Linked DNA regions of Mus musculus: region 1 is linked to region 2. A link is a contact called in public Hi-C data. All regions are on one chromosome and are shown on one strand. The core of a region is the stretch at or near the end of the contact, and the rest is flanking DNA. Distances in the headings are between cores, read along the strand shown. Region 1 overlaps Hcn1 (hyperpolarization activated cyclic nucleotide gated potassium channel 1). Region 2 overlaps Hcn1 (hyperpolarization activated cyclic nucleotide gated potassium channel 1).

What was found. A called contact is a pair of places that touch in the nucleus more often than the background predicts.
Region 1: a contact with region 2 is called in a Hi-C map of cerebellum, with 2.3 times the contacts expected there. The contact joins two enhancer-like sites. A contact is called at or near these places in 4 of 484 Hi-C or Micro-C datasets (brain, cerebellar granule neurons and cerebellum) and 1 of 115 datasets of contacts at active chromatin or transcription factors (embryonic hindbrain).

What each region holds. Positions count from the first base shown.
Region 1 is chr13:117,938,425-117,942,165 of GRCm38.p6, reverse strand. The region is part of intron 6 of Hcn1 (hyperpolarization activated cyclic nucleotide gated potassium channel 1); the gene reads right to left. Among named protein-coding and RNA genes, the nearest start is that of Gm3474, 19 kb to the left of the region's middle. Within about 2 kb of position 1,360, at least 10 of the 459 cell types and tissues checked have an H3K27ac peak or open chromatin away from gene starts, as enhancers often do. A contact at or near this core is called in cerebellum, where this site is marked.
Region 2 is chr13:117,656,714-117,660,597 of GRCm38.p6, reverse strand. Hcn1 (hyperpolarization activated cyclic nucleotide gated potassium channel 1) reads right to left here. Exons shown (of 8, transcript NM_010408.3): 2 at 3,569-3,884. Among named protein-coding and RNA genes, the nearest start is that of Hcn1, 56 kb to the right of the region's middle. Within about 2 kb of position 1,502, at least 27 of the 459 cell types and tissues checked have an H3K27ac peak or open chromatin away from gene starts, as enhancers often do. A contact at or near this core is called in cerebellum, where this site is marked.

The DNA.
Region 1 (3,741 bases), core at 111-2,610, 280 kb before region 2:
AAAAAAGAAAAGCTTTACAAAGAAATGAGACATCATGTAATTATATACACTGTATGTTATGTTTGCATCTAACTCATTGTGCATTTCTTCATTTTTTAATGTTGAAAATTTCAAAATCTTTTATTATGGTAAAATACTATTATATTTATAAAATTATTTAGCATCACACCTGGAACCTTAAGACTAGTTATTTAGAGAATATTGATTTCATAAAACTCTAGAATATCAGTTCATATATATTTGTGTGTGTGTTTATATGTGCATGTAGTGAAGTGAATATAATTTAAAAGATTGAAGCTGTATTTCAGTTGAAAATCCTTTAAGATTACTTATTCCTTCCACACAGCCCATCCTCGACTGTGCACATTGACTTAGGCTGTGTTTCAGTGCTACCACGTTTAGGTAAACACAATCAGGAGAATGCACACATTTTTCAGTTGACATGAGCATCAAATCAATGAACTCTTGGCAGTGTCCTCATGCATATATCTTGCTTTATATGACATTGGCCCTTTCGCATATTTAATGCTTAACACACAGGACATACTAGAAACCATGTACTGTTCTAAATGCTTTAGATATATTGAATTATCTAGTTCCTTGTGCAAACCTAATGTGGGGAGAATTACGATTAATCCAAATTTACAGATATGAAACTGAGTCTTGGAGACACCATCCTCCTCTTCTCTAAGACCCAGGCCCATGTTCATTATCCCGCTCCCTCTCAACATATTTTAAGAAACCTCAAAGCATAGCCATCTTTATTTATTTTACCTGACTTCTTGTGAAAAATGCTAGATGAGTGGCATAAACTCAACATCCTAAATAATGATAAAGATAAGGCACATTCTCTTTAAAAAAAATAACATGGACTTAAGTATAGTTAGGAATATTTTACATGTTTAGACACCTAAAATTAAAGAGTTGGCCAAGCACATTTACTCCCCCCGCAAATGTCATTCCAATGAATTGTTCAGCTTGAAGTCACCATAGGAGGTGTCTGACTTAATAATCTCATTTTACAGAATATAGTCTTGAGCTCTTGGACTTCAGACAAATTGCTCAGAGACATGCATTTAGTTCCTCCCCACGGCCCCGGGACTCGAGCCTGGCTCTGTGGATGCTGAGCATACAGCCACATCATGCTGCTTGGTAATCTTTTTATAGATTAGGTCCTAAATATAGACTTTGGTAATTTAATTTGGAATATCATGAGAGAGGAAGCATCAACCAATAAAATGTGCTGAAGCTCCTCCAACAGGTGACGCATATCGAATCAAGGTCAGCCGGTGATGCTGATGCAAGGTGAGAGCTATTTGGACCTTCCAATGTGCAGTGAGGTCTAAATCTAAGAGTTACATGTAAGGTGATCCATAATGAACTGCCTCCATCTATTGTCAGCACAGGTGGAAGGCCACACAGAAAAGAAGCCAGCCAGAGATGGAGTTGAAATGAGGGCACAGTGAGAAACCAGCCATCTGTCCACCAGCAGTGCAGCTCGGCAGGGCAGCAGCAGGGCCTTCCAAATGAGCCTACTCAAACAGCAGAGTTCTGAGTCAGGGCTTTAATCACAAGTAGTGCTTCCTTTATATATATACATATATATATATATATATATATATATATATATATATATATATGTGTGTGTGTGTGTGTGTGTGTGTGTGTGTATGTATGTATGTATATATCATATATATATATATATATATATATATATATATATATATATATATTCATGCAGTATATTCTGATCATGGTTGTCCCTCATCCAACCCCAACCTAGGTCCTCCCAACCTTCCCTCCCACCCAAAGCCACACCCTTTATTTCTCTTTTTTTGTTAGAAAACAAACAGGTGTCGAAAATAACAATAAAATAAAAACAAACAAGAATAGAATAAAACAAAGAAAATTAGCCAAAAAGAAAACCTAAGAAATACACATAGACATACTCTCTCCGTGTTTCTTTATGTACTTATGAGAGATCTCTGTAAGGATGTGTTAAACTGAAATACCACACAGTGTCAAAGACCTGAGCGTCTTGTATACCTGCATGACTCTGTACATTAAAATGTTCTTTTGAGAAAGACAAAGACTCTTTCATTGCTTCCAAATCTAAACTTTGTGTCTTGAAGGATGATTATTATTTCAACTATATTGAGGTTTGGTCTTGTTGTTAATTAAAATGCTAAGTGTAGGCTCCCAAGCCCTGGAATCTGGATGTAGACCTGTGTGACCCTAGCTTCAAATTTTTTCTGATTGGTAAATAAAGATGCTGACAGCCAATAGCTGAGCAGAAGAGATAGGTGGGGTTTAGGATTTCCAGCTTGGGGTTGGAGGAAAACAAGGAGGAAAGAAGTCTTTGGAGGAGGAGAGAGAAGCTGCCATGGCTTAGGTAAGCCATAAAAACATGGCCTTGAGGTCTGGCCAATTGGAGTTAAGAGAAGCTGAAATGAAACATAGTAAGTAATAACTTGGGGCTATCGATAGGAAAATCGATTCTAACAGCATAGAGGGTAAGTATCTGTCCAGTTCTTGTGCTGCTTATGGCTTATTGTAAATATAAAAGTTGTTTGTGTGTCTTCTGTCCAGGAACTAAATAATCAAAGAAAGAGTAGAAACCCCGGGCTGGGATTAAAATTTTTTTACAACACGACTCCCTTTGCTCTAGTAATTAAGGGTGGAATTTAAAAGGTAAGAGGGGGCAGTGGTATATTACAAGTAAAGTCTGGACCTGAGCTCTTCAGTGAAGCTGCTGGGCTTAAAGACTGTGTGGAAACTACCTTTGCAGATGCACATCTCTCCCTAACTTTCTCCCTCGGATTCCATAAACAGAGCGAAGCAGGATAATGTCTTTAACAAGATGTCACAACAGAATAATAGTTTTCATAACTTATTCAAAGAACTCCCAGTACTTTGCTAATGCTGGCTCATTAGTCACACCCAACTGTGGCAGATGATGAACGGATTTGTCGGGTAGCACAAGATTTTTATAAGCAAACCTATACTGAGACTCTGAAATTAGATTGGAGAGCCAAGGCATAGGGGTACAAAACAAGAATGGATCTAGAAGGAATCTTGCTGTTTTCCTTATTACTATCTTCCTCTACTTCAGCTGCTATAGCAACAGCCACATGCTGGGCAAAACATGTGCAACAGAAATGTAGTTCTAATAGGAGGCTGGAAGTCTGAGATCAAGATATCAACATGTTCAGATTATTCCAGTGGTCATCTGGCAGGTGGCTGAGTGCCACTGTCATATCCCCAATGGAAAAGATAGAAGCCTTATCGTGTAAAACCCAAAGTCATAAACTATCATCATTTGAGGATTAGATATTCAGCATATAAAATTAGGGGAGTGGGCAACAACATTTAAAACTTAGTGAGTTTTAAGATAGGCATCAGCAAAAAGTATGAGATGAAATTATATGACTCATACTAATGATGTTTTTAAATAGCATATACATGTAAGAGAGAGACAAGCAGGCATTTTTGGAGTTGAAAATTCAGCTATGCACAAATTGAAAAAGTATACAAGTACACTGTTATTCATTAAAATTTGAGAGTTGTTTTAACACCATAAAATGTTTATCTGTGAAAATAATGATCACAGCTCTGCACTGTCATACATAACTATTCCTAGCATTTTGCATTCAGATACAATAATCACAATTTGGCTATGCGGTGATTTCATGAACTGCTTGGACTACATGAGAGCCTGTCTTAAAACAACAACCCTAAAAC
Region 2 (3,884 bases), core at 253-2,752:
GCCATCTCCCTTTGACAAAAAGACTGAGGTCAACAGACAGGTCACTTGAGGTTTTGAGAACCCTTTACTTTTATACAGTGAATAATCCCCAGTTTGCTAAGCTTTTAATCTGGTCTTTATCTCTTTAGAGGTTTGTGATCGTCACAAATTGTTAATAATGCTCCATTTAATTTTCAAGGATTTCCTCACCATATGTGTCTTTTTGGAGGGTCATATAGAATTGTTTTCCCTGTATTAGATTATAAAACATAGATCAGACCTGGAGGTCTGGCATACTTGAAATGAGAAAAGTGATGTCACTTAATTAAAAGAATGAGTTTTCAAAACAAAAATAAAAGAACCCATTTATGTTATGCTAATTATTGAAATTTTATACCCAATGGAAAGATTATACTAAGGGAAAATTTTCTAGGCTAATTTACCTAAATTTCTTCAGATTTTCATATCACCAGACAACATATAACAAAACTTTAACCTAGTTTCAATGAGCTTGGTGTTTACACCATAAATCATTGAACTTACAAATTGACTTAAGAGTGTAACTTCACCCTTTATACATTAATCCCAGGACATTTCATAAATTGATGATCCCCACCAAACATTTCCTTTTACACATTTACCTGTAGCACTGTTGGACCATAGGGAGTAAATTTTAAACTTCCTGCATCTCATTCATAAGATTTCTCTAATTTATCTAGTTTCGGAACATCTTGTATTTTAGTTGAACTAATCCAGGCTGTGGGTGGAAAAACTGCATCTCTAAAGCTGAACGCTGTTCCCTATAGCAGGCAGCTGCTTTCATTGCGAATGATTCATTTAGAACAGTGGCAGCTTCCAGACTTCACACGCGACTTCCCCAAGTATGCTGAATTTAGCATGAGCCAGCCTGGTACTAAAACGCTCGAGCTCAAAGACATGTGGGTGAACTCTTATCTTCCTCTGCAGTCTTAATCCAACAGCTCATACAGCTACTTCTAATGATTAACTTGTATTTCTACTTGTAAATGCATCCTGATGGCATTTATAAGAGTCAAGTGGAGATGTGCCAATTTGGGAGCCATTCAAGGGTTCTTTTGTTTGTTTGTCTTTTGGTTTTGGTTTTGGGGTGTGTGTGTGTGTGTGTGTGTGTGTGTGTGTGTGTGTATAAGAGAGAGACAGAGACAGAGACAGAGACAGAGACAGACAGGGAGACAGAGAGATTATGTTTTAAATTTGTAGGTGGAATAAATGAATTTATATTAAATTATCTAGTGTGATTTCATTTCTTAGTCTTCAGCAAGAATATTGCTAGCAGTCATTAAACATTCATGATATATATTATTATATGGGTGTATCATATAACCAAGAAAACATTCTTCAGCTAAATGAGCTTCTGATTCATTTATTACCAAGGTCATTTATTTATAAGAAAGATCTTGCCAACTCACAACGCTGCCCTGAATGTGTGTGGTTAGCAAATCTCTCTAAGTGCATATTAAATTGCATTTCACAATGATGATGTCAGACAGCTGATGTTTCTGAATGATATCACGGGCACCTTTAAAAATCCTGTCGTGCTGAGCAGATCTAGGTACTGGTGACCATGCCGGGAACAGAAAATATCGGTGTTAAAGAGTGTCCTCTCTGACCACATGCTCTGTCACTTTATCTGATCGGACGCCATCTGCTCATCCGGCTGCCATTCTCTGGGATAACTGGGCTAAAGCCGAAAGCCATTAAAAATAGTCACACTGTCTCTTGTATTTTTAATTGACCGGGCAGCTCTATCCATGACTTTTCTCTCACTGACTGTTCGTCAAAATGGTATTGTGGCCTTGCTTTAAGAGTTAATGTTTGGTTCAAAGATGTCACGATGAGCACTTGCTCCGGGAAGAAAATCACCATTTAGCTCCTTAGACAAGCTGTCAAATGGTGAGCTTAGTGTGTACAGAAGCACAAGCCACAGTGAGAACTGCACAGTTTTACAGGTTAACAACATGGCTCTGGAGTCAGATTGCCAAGACAGGAATACCACCACCACCACCACCACCACAACCACCATCACCACCACCCCCTGCCAGCTCCACCTCTTGCCAGCCGCTTACACCTGGTAAGGAACCATAACGTGTTTCACCGTCGTCATCTGATAACAGCAATAGACTCTATCTCCTCAGCTTTTAGAGAAGATTCAGGGAGTTCATTTGCACAACAGATCAAAAACTGCTCATCAGTTAAGTCAAGGCCCCCAATAGAAATTGGGGGTATTATCAAAAATCATCTTGGACTGGTATTTTGAGATTCGTGAAAGGGCTTCGAGAAGTGAATATTGATTTTCATTTCTATGTGCGCGCGCTATGCAGAAAGGTTACAAGTGCATCCAGTTTCTCCTGTAGACTTCATTTTTTAATATATTCCAGTTTCATATTTTAAGAATGATCCATGTTGTGGCTTTCATCAGTGTTGTGTGCAGGGTTTTATTACTGTGTGTCATTTCCTAAAATCCTGTGAACCAAAATGTCGTTGACAAGCCTCCACAAAAACATTCCTACAGCTGCCCAGAAAGCAAACAAAACTTCCATTTTACGGATTCTACAAAATATAAACCAGCATTTCTGTAGGAGTAAACCAATAATCTAGAATCAGTGGAGTGCTTTCATTAGTGCTCCATTGAGTACTCTGGAGGTCTTTTGACTTTCATTCTTATGCAGACAATCAAATCCAGTTTATAATTAATACAAAGGGCTGTGCTTATGAAGGAAAAAAAGCCAAAAAAAAGAAAGAAAAAAAAAAGAAAAGAAAAAGTAAATATACTAGCTGTGGAAAGAGGTACTCATTTGCTTGATGGTGGTATATTTAACTCCGGCCTTTGGAAACTTGAGTTGGCAGGGCTCTTTCACCATTCCACCCACTGTCTAAGAACAGCAGATGCCCTATTCAGCAGCAACGAGGTCTGACTGGCTAGAATCATTGGAATGATTCCTTTGTGTTTCCTAGTTAGTTATTTCCTTCCTACATATTCTGTGTTTTCACTATTATGAAATGAACTAATTGGGAGAAAAATCTAATAAAACTGTAGGGAGACAAAACAATGAACAAATTTAGTATGCTGAATTCAAACCTAAATTTATAGAATTTAGAGATAACCAAGAGGACAATATATTTTCCTCAAACGTAAAGTCACTGAAATCCCAATATTGTTAGAAACATATTTTAGCATCTTTTATACATGATAATATAGTAGATTACCAATAATACCCTATAGATCTTTATCAAAGATATATATGACATATTTTTCTTAAACAGAATCTTCTAAGGCATAAGAAAAGTCACAGTGACTAGAATAACAATATGTCAGTTAAAGTGTATTTGCATAAAATATAGTCAATAGAATGTTTGATAATTATTCTCAGTTGGCTCAAATGATTCAGAGATATAAAAAAATCACTTAAATATCAGAATGGAGAACTCTGCAAATTATTTGTTCTTAAATTTCATGCAGTTCATGAAACATAGAACATACACACTCAAATAGTCGTCATGGAAGATCCCATGATAGAGTGACGTCAAGACAGAAAAACATGCAGCTTACCTCTTCCCACTGGTGTATGTATCTGATTAACCTTGAAAGGCGTAATAACCGCAAGAGACTGAGAATTTTTGTAAACCTCACGATACGAAGTGCTCTGGCTGTCTTGTAAACTTCTGAGTCCATCCCTTTCTCTACAATGAGAAAGATATAATCCACCGGGATCGATGAGATGAAGTCCACCACAAACCAGCTTTTTAAATAATTCATCTTGATCACTTTAGGGTCCAGGATGATTTCCGAGCTGTCTTCATTGACAGTCCCAGTCCTAAAATTCATGATTAAGTCCAACAGGAAAACAGTATCGGATGCCACGTTG